3 separate regions of the Mus musculus genome follow, and all the other regions are linked to region 2. The links are chromatin contacts, called in public HiChIP or PLAC-seq maps. All regions are on one chromosome and are shown on one strand. The core of a region is the stretch at or near the end of the contact, and the rest is flanking DNA. Distances in the headings are between cores, read along the strand shown.

Region 1 (2,700 bases), core at 2-2,501, 490 kb after region 2:
AGCAACAGAAAACAAACTTGAGCAATCTTAAAAGGATGACAATGCTCATCAGATAAGAGCCCTGACTGCTCTTCCAGAGGACCTGGGTTCAGTTTTACAGGGCAGCTCCCAACCAGCAGGGACTCCAGCTCCAAGGGATCTGATGCCGCTTCAAGCCTTTTTGGGCACTGCACATATGCGGCACATAGACATACATGCAGGCAAAACACCCATACACATAAATAATATAAATAACTAAAAGCTGGAGAGATGGTTCAGTAGCTAAGGGTCACAATGCAGTAAATAGCAGACAACTTTACACAAATGTAAAGCTTGAATGGTATATTTTTATGCATCATTCAGAAAGCTGGTGTGTACATAACAAAGCAAAACAGCAAACTTGCAGGAGCTGGGCAGTGGTGGCGCACGCCTTTAATCCCGGCACTTGGGAGACAGAGGCAGGCAGATTTCTGAGTTTCTGGCAGAGTCCAGCCTGGTCTACAGAGTGAGTTCCAGGACAGCCAGGGCTACACAGAGAAACCCTGTCTTGAAAAACCAAAAAAAAAAAAAAAAAAAAAAGGAAAGAAAAGAAAAGAAAAGAAAACTTACAGGATCAGATATATGTTCCCTCTGTCCTGACCAGTCATATGTGTTTGTTCGTAAGGTATTTTGTGAGCATATCACATACCTTATATACTGTACAAGTCTCTTGGGAAGAGTGGATGAACACAAAACAGATATGAAAATCCTGCTCTCATTGACTCCATGGTCCAATAGAATAATAGAAATTTCACAGGAAATCGCATAGATGATTGTTTTACTATAGCAACTACACCTACTACAAAGGACTTGCTTATTTCATATTTTCTGACCATCTTCCAACTTGCCCATTTTTAGGACAGTTTAAGCCATGACTCCATTTCTTTTCTCCAGTTTTTACATCAGTATCTTCTCTTGAGACTGGCTGGCTCTAAAAACTCACTTAAATAGAATACAGCAAATGATGTTTTATGATCCCTGAGTCTAGACACATTGGTTGTCTCTTCTTCATTCACAGATTACCCTAAATCAACCAGTGTTTATTGTTCATGGCTGTCTGTGGGCTTGTAATTTGGAACTGGCACAGCTAATTTCAGGATCCCTCTTGAGGTTTATAAAGATATCGGATAGGACTGGCCTCACTGAGGACTGACAGGCTAGAGGACCCACCTCCGAGCAGTTAACTCTGCTCACATGCTGCTGGCAGAAGTCTTCAGTTCCTTTCCGGCTCGGCTTGTTCCATGCCATGTGACTTTCTCAGTAGTGCTATTAAGGGTCATGGAGGCTGGTTTTCCCCCCACAGTAAGTGACTTAACAGAAACAGAAAGAGGAAACCACAATGTAGTGATTTAAATATTCCGAGGTTAATAACTAATACTGGGAAAATTAATATGGTGGCAGTTACTTTTTAACCAGCTATTACCCAAAGAAAAGGCACAGAGACCCTTAGAATTATAATAAGCTTCAGAGCACTGGCGCTAGCAGGCATCAGCCCTCTTATGTATTTTCTCTGTTCTCATGCCTTGAGCCCCAGTATATTACTTGCCATATTCGTTGATGTTGCTCCTGCTTCGTCAGGCCAGGTCTCACAGCCACATGCTGTGTCCATATTACCCCATGGTGACTTCTTTCCCCCTCCTCCTCCTCCTCCTCCTTTCCTCGATCTCTCCTGGTTGTCCCTACCAGTGATCCCAAGCCTGGAAACCAAAGCCTGCCTGCATCTCTTCTGCCCAGCTATCAAGTGGCTGTCAGCAACTTTATTAACCAATCAGGAATAACTGGGTGGTAAGGTTTACACAACAAAGGCTGATGTATGTGAGAATCTGCTCGTCTTGGAGCAACCAGATCTTGGGATGCAGAATTTAGCATTTGAACCCATAGAAATAGATCAAACCCCACCACAATGTCTTCATATCCTAAAGTTGGGAATCAAATACCAGAACTCTGTCTTATTTGATTATTTAGAAATGAGTCACCATTATTACCACCCACATTTAAAAGATAATTGACCTGAAGATAATTAAGCTCTGCAGATCAAAGGTAAGATTGTCAGAGTATTTGTGGGCCTGTCTAATACTACCACAGCAGGCATGAAAAAGGATGCCACTTCATAGCCGCTTGAGTGCCAGGCAGCAAACAGATAACACCAACAGTAAGAAATGTGAGTGCAAACAAATAAATGTTCATGTCCCTCCCAAAGTCACTTGTCTAAACTTGACCACTCTTAGGATATGATTAAATTATGGGAGCAAAGACCTAGAATAGCATTAGTGTCCACAGGGGGAAAAAAAAAAGAGTCCAAAGAGAAATCTCATTCCCCTTCTGCTTGTGAAGTTTCAGTAAAAAGATGGCTGACCTGGACCATCCCCAGACACTGAAACTCCAAGAAACTTGGTCTTAGACTTGACAGCCTCCAAGGCTGTGAAGAATAGGCTTCTATCATTTGTGAGCCACCTAGTCTATAGTATTTTATTGTGTGTCTTAAGACAGTGAGTAAATTATTCCATATAACTTCAGCCATGTTATTGAGACCTCACCAACACTACCACCACCATCTCTGAGTGCTACCAACTGCTCAGAGAACATCTCTCCTGGCAACTTTTCTAGCTCCTGAGCATAAGTTGTGTCTACTTCGGTCATAGACTTCCTCTTCATCAGATGGCACACTATGTGCCACAGAGA
Region 2 (3,046 bases), core at 186-2,685:
CTGGCACATCATGGGCCAGACAGCCTCCCTAAATTAATTTGCCCTCAATGATCTCTTAATAAATAACAACTTTCCAAAAATCTAACCCGTAAAGTACAATCCTTGGTTTGACCACTGCTGTGAAACGGACATAGCATCAAGTTGGTCACTGACTATGAATTCAGTTAGAAAGATTACATCAACGAGATGTCCTTGGGATGGCAAAGGGAGGAGGCTGGGCAAAGCTCAGGCTCTTCTGAAATGCTTTTCAAATGGTGGACATTTAAACTGCCATTTCTAAATCACTTAATATTCTTGTTCAAATTATAGGCTGATCCTTGACATGAAAAATTAATATTTGGGACAGAACTCTGAAAATTATTTTTAGCAAGGTCCTTACACGATTTATTCCACTTATAGAAGCAGAAAAACAAAACAGTTACTTCACATGGGAAATATAGACACTGTGGCTCACAAAATTCTACAGTGAGACATCTTTCTTTTTTGAGTTCACTTGACACTTGAGTTTCATATGCCTATCATTTCCTAGTGGTCATTAATGTTCTTTTTTTTTTTTCTAGCCACATAGCCACAGTCAGAGGACAGCCTCTTACTTAAGCCAGTAAGTCACTGTCTTTTTAGGACTGACATTAGGGATTAATTTTCAACTTCTGGTTTTTAGTCTTTAACTGGCATTTATTTCTTTAGAAGCTTTACTTTATTTTTGAAAACGTCATACATGAACACGATGAAAAACTATTATATCCCGTTTCTCTCTTCAAACCTCCCCAGATCCCCATCACACCCCTCTCAAGTTCATGTGTTTGTTTATGCAATAACCCACTAAGTTGGTACTGCACATAGGTCCATACTTGTAGGGCCTGACAATGAGGCATGGGAAACCTACCACTGTCCACAGCATCAGAGAAGAATGATTCCCTCACCCAGCAACAACCTGCTCAGCAGCTCCTTGGTATGGGTGGGCGTCAAGGTCTCTTTCTATTGCATCTTTTCTTGACATTGAAAAGTCAATCTCCTTCAAGGAAAGCACCCCATCAACGGCTCCCATCAAGAACTCTTTAGCCACTCCCTTTCTTAAAGATCTTTTGGTATCATACTCTTGCAAAGGCCACTAATCTAGAGCTCTGGGTTGCGGGGTAGATATCTGGACTTTGGTTACTTTCCCAATGGATAGTGTTGCAGGAAGCCCCATTTAGATAGCCTGGACTGCCCTAACCCTTCAAGGTGTGATTACCATTCGACCACAATCATGACGAGGGCAATTTAATTTGGTAAGAAAAACTGAGATGAATTAGTGTAAGGCCCATGAAGAATGCAGACTTGTCAGAGTAATCAAAATGTTTCATCCAGATGGACAGAAGTTCCAGGAAGTACAGCTGCATTAGCTGGGGAGATGATGCAATGACTGCTCCTCTGTCCAGATGCCCAGTCGCTCACTGTATTAGTCAGGGCTCTCCAGGGGAACAGAACTATAGCACAAATCTCTCTGTAGATGCATAGAAGGGGGCATGGAGTCTGGCACGGCTGCGTAAGGGGGAACGTGACAGTTCCTGCCCCTGGAGCATCATCAAGCTGTAGATCCCCATGTGTATTAATGGCTGCTATTGCCCTGAGGTTGATCTGCTCTTTCTTCTATTTGTTTTACTTTCAATCTCTCTTTCTGGGGAATATATCTCCCCCATTACTCAGAGCTAATCACTCCATAATAAACAAAACATGCAATTCTCAGGAAAGGTGGTGGTCATGGGGCTGTGGGAGACGAGGAACAGGCCTTCTTCCTGGCCTTTAGAGTCATGGGAAGGATCTAGACAACATAACCACGGAGGCCATAGAGACCAAGATGGCCCTTAATAGAAATTGCTCATTATGTGACTTGACCTTAAATTTGGAATTATATAAGGAGATACGCGTCCTCTGGTCCAATGACTGCTGCATTAATTAACCAGAGTGAACTTGGGAACATCAAAGATAGAGAGTTAAAGTAGTATGAAGAAGAAAAAGTATGGATAAGAAAAGAAGGAGGAATCTATAAAAACAAACAAACAAAACCAAAAACAAACCAAAACAACAACAATAACAATAAATAAGCAAATGATAGAATGGTTTATCTTATAGCAGAAAGGCCTGTATATGATCTAGAAACAAATAGAAGGACAGTATGGCTTAATGAAAGAGGACAGTGGGCAAGTGAACTAACTGTTTATGGAGAGATTGTCGATTTTGAACATGAGTCCATGGAATGGCTATGATAAGTAAACAAAGAGTAGAGAATTAAAAGATGCTATACAAGCATGTAAAAAGTTCGTACTTTGTTCTCCTAGCTACTTGGAGGAGATGACAATGCTTAGAGAGATAGAGAGAGCTAGTTGCCTTATTTACATAATTTTTGAAACATTGTAAGAAATTATTTTAACCTCAGTAGTCTGTTACCTTTCTGTTCTTTCATGAAAATAGCTACTGTAATGACTGCTGCCTGCTGTACCAGGAAACCACAAGTGCTGTGCCCAGCTACCCATGAAGAACAGTCTGTGTAAAGACTACAGGGAAATGTGCTTTTCCCTTGTGTTTAGTTTCTATTTTAAGGAATTGAGGTTGAGGGATAGTGATCCGGGACTTTTAGAACGTAAGTAAATTAAAGGATTTATAAAAACTGATTAATGATGGTTAAAGCTTTGATGATGACCCTTTAGTAAATAAAAGACTGGGTTCAAGCTCTCTGGTCACAATAATGAGAATGATCAGCCAATGAGAGCGAGAGCACTTGAATTGACAGCTTGCATCCACTACTGACTCCGAGTCATTATTGAATCAGTGCTGCTCCCACTCATCCCTGACTCAGGACCCTCCTCACTCTGAGACTTGACCTCCGCAAAGAGGGTTTATTAGAATAGCTCACAGGCTGCGGTCCAGCCGATCCAACAATGGCTGACTGTGAACCAAAAGTCTAAGCATCCAGTAGTTGCTCCGTCCATGAGGCTGGATATCTTAGCTATTTTTCAGTAAACACTGGAATCCAGAAGAAATATTCTCTAATGCCAGGGAAGGA
Region 3 (2,847 bases), core at 237-2,736, 370 kb after region 2:
GTGGCTCCATCGCCCTTCCATGCACACTTTTGAATGGCCCAGACAAATGAAAACCTTGTCTATCCCCAACCAACCCTCTCCAGTTCCTTTGGTTTATCGAGACAGGCACTGTAGCGCTTTTAACACCTATGTAAGATCCGTTCTATCTGTATGCTCTGTCCATCTACCGAATCTGTCAAGAATGATAAAGTTGTTTCCCTGATTTATAGTTTGCTTTGTTAACCTAAGAGTGGTGTGTAATATATGAACATATTTGAAACATTCCTGTATAAAAGAGAAAAATAAACCTCTCCTCTCTTTCCTACCTCCAGTACTTATATTTCCTATTTATATCTCACACTTCCATATTTGTACATCCTCCTAAATATATAAAAATGGTACCTGCTTGAGCTGTATCATACTCATTCACTTCCTACTGGCATAAATGGTATTGAAATATGTGCCCCTCAGGGTCTCTTTTCCAATATACTGTCACCAAGTACATAGAATTTAGTAGCTAATTTGCAGCTAGAAATATTGCTTTAACACCAAATTCTTCGTCCAGAATTTGCAATGCAAAAGCACTCCCAGAGCTGACAGGCCTGTGCCCTAAACCAATTAAAATGTTAAGCACCCAGAATTAGGCCTTATTTGTACACAGCAGGTAGTTTGTTACAAAGGCTTATAGCTGGACAATTTAACAAAGTCTTCCATGAGGCATAAGTGGCTCAAAACTCCTTCGACTGGTAAATAAATAAAAATAATTTTTAAGAATATAATTTGATGAAATAGATATAAGCTCAATCCCATTTTTAAAACCTTGCAATAATAAAAGGCAGCGTCGAGATGGTTCTGGAAGTAAAAGCCCCTCAGCCCCAGGCTCGGGGTCATCCAAAGGTGGGAGGGAGGTCACTGCATGCTGAGAGAGAGAGAACGTTAGTTCTAGCCATTTTCTATGCGGCATTAAAAAATACTGATGACATTTTAACCCAGCAGTTAACTATGGGATCTGTGCGATCCACTTACCTGATACGACCGCATCTCCATTGAGGTACAGAGCCATTCCCAAGAGCATCATAATGGCCAGAGTCAGGATGTATGGTCTCCGGCGACCCCAACGGGCCCTGCAGTGATCACTGGCTGATCCCACCACAGGCTGGAGCAGGAATCCCAAGATGGGGCTTAGGAGCCACACCATGCTGTACAGGCTCTTAGGCAGGCCCACGCTGAGCAGAACTGGAGTCACATAAGCTGCCTCCACCGCATAGCAAAACTCTCGGCCAAACATGGCCATGCTGTGCATGACAAGTCTCCCTGTGGATCTCTTGGGTTGCTCCACAGAGCCAAAGGGGCAATCCTCGGCTAAGGATTGATAGGTATGGGTGTCAGTCGGCCCATTGCTTCCACTCATGACCACGGAGAAAATAGCCTTCTTGCGTGGTCCTCAGATTTGTGCTCCAAACCGGGTCTGACATGGAGCCTGTCAGAGCAACCAACAGAGATGGTCAGGCTGGAGGAGGGGCTGAAATTCTTTCATGCCTCCAAGATCACAAGTTACGGTGAGAAGCAAAGGGGGCGTTGGCACTCGGAAGCATGACAGAGATTAGCTGCTGTGAGCCCTCGGGGTCCTTAGAATGCTTGTGCCTCTCTAAAGATCTTCCTTCACACAGTCAGTCTCTCTCTCTCTCTCTCTCTCTCTCTCTCTCTCTCTCTCTCTCTCTCTCTCTGTCTGTCTTTCCACACACACAATTGTACACCTCTTAGTTTCATAGCTTAAAAATCATAAAGTTTCCTTAGACAGAGACTAACTAAAAATGTAAATAATCCAATAATTTCTATAAACTTCTCTCTATAGATCTGGATATTCTGTTTTCCAGAATTCACACTTTCTACCCAAAGCTTAAAAGACAAATTAACTAGAGCTAAAACTGTGCCAGGCCCCAGTCTTCACCCCAACCACTGGCTGTCACTTAACTCCGTGAACTTTTCTCTCTCGCTGCACTCGGTGCTTTTTACATCCTGTGTTAACCGGTCTTGCTCTCAGGACAGAGATCAGGTCGATTTTGGTCGTTATGGCATCCCTAGCATCTAGCCTTGCACCTCTTAGGTCCTCCCAAAATATCTGCTAACAAACAGGAGTTGAATGAATAGAGTATATACAGTCTGTTTTGTACCAGTCACCGCCTACTTTACTTGGCCCTATGGGACTACATTTCCCAGGTTCCCTTGCTCCCTGGCTTCTAGGCATACTTGGACAGCAGGAAGCTTTGGTGAAAAGTCAGGGGTGGGAAAACAACAAGCAAGCAAACAAACAAACAAAAAAACCAAGTATGTCCCAATTTTCTTCATCCTGAGATATTTTTGGCATTGACTGAATGCCCACTATGAATCTAGTAGTTGTCTAGTAGCCACACTGGACTGCTGGGTCCCTTTAACTCTCCGTAGCTATTGTTACTGCAGCCCTAGGTCTAGTCCTGGCTCTTTGATTCTGCTCATACCGGGATAGCCTCACTATGTCATTTTATTACTCATATATATATATATATATACATATGTATATATATATATATATATATATATATATATATGAGAGCCTTTATTACTCTTTATATATATATATGTATATATATATATATGAGAGCCTTTATTACTCATTTATATATATATATATATATATATATATATAGAGAGAGAGAGAGAGAGAGAGAGAGAGAGAGAGAGAGAGAGCCTGTTACATATTACTAATGTTACTATATTACATTGATTTGTATCATAAATGCATTCTTCTAATTAAATTTTCTCTGTTTTAAAGACGTCAGGTGGGTCACATTTTCCTTACTGGATCCGGCAGGGAAAATCTTTTAGGAA

Evidence for each region. HiChIP or PLAC-seq counts read pairs in DNA pulled down with a chosen protein or histone mark.
Region 1: a contact with region 2 is called in an H3K4me3 HiChIP or PLAC-seq map of the 230-238 cell line, with 4 times the contacts expected there. The contact joins two enhancer-like sites. A contact is called at or near these places in 2 of 115 datasets of contacts at active chromatin or transcription factors (the 230-238 cell line and embryonic stem cells) and 1 of 9 other capture datasets (embryonic stem cells).
Region 3: a CTCF HiChIP or PLAC-seq map of the NIH/3T3 cell line shows a contact between it and region 2, with 9 read pairs. The contact joins the promoter of Slc45a2 here to the enhancer-like site in region 2. A contact is called at or near these places in 11 of 39 promoter capture datasets (the C10 cell line, the HPC-7 cell line, cranial neural crest and 8 more), 4 of 15 datasets of contacts at CTCF or cohesin (the NIH/3T3 cell line, large pre-B cells and stem cell-derived epiblast-like cells), 32 of 484 Hi-C or Micro-C datasets (the G1E-ER4 cell line, the HL-1 cell line, cerebral cortex and 12 more), 5 of 115 datasets of contacts at active chromatin or transcription factors (the NIH/3T3 cell line, embryonic stem cells and hepatocytes) and 3 of 9 other capture datasets (adipose tissue, embryonic tail and pancreatic islet).

What each region holds. Positions count from the first base shown.
Region 1 is chr15:10,875,087-10,877,786 of GRCm38.p6, reverse strand. No RefSeq gene overlaps it. Among named protein-coding and RNA genes, the nearest start is that of Gm19276, 47 kb to the right of the region's middle. Within about 2 kb of position 1,251, at least 39 of the 459 cell types and tissues checked have an H3K27ac peak or open chromatin away from gene starts, as enhancers often do. A contact at or near this core is called in the 230-238 cell line, where this site is marked.
Region 2 is chr15:11,369,225-11,372,270 of GRCm38.p6, reverse strand. No RefSeq gene overlaps it. Among named protein-coding and RNA genes, the nearest start is that of Gm34444, 3.7 kb to the right of the region's middle. Within about 2 kb of position 1,435, at least 16 of the 459 cell types and tissues checked have an H3K27ac peak or open chromatin away from gene starts, as enhancers often do. A contact at or near this core is called in the 230-238 cell line, the HL-1 cell line, the NIH/3T3 cell line and 2 more, where this site is marked.
Region 3 is chr15:10,999,360-11,002,206 of GRCm38.p6, reverse strand. It overlaps Slc45a2 (solute carrier family 45, member 2), which reads right to left and starts at 1,486. Exons shown (of 7, transcript NM_053077.3): 1 at 1,006-1,486. The coding sequence starts at 1,390.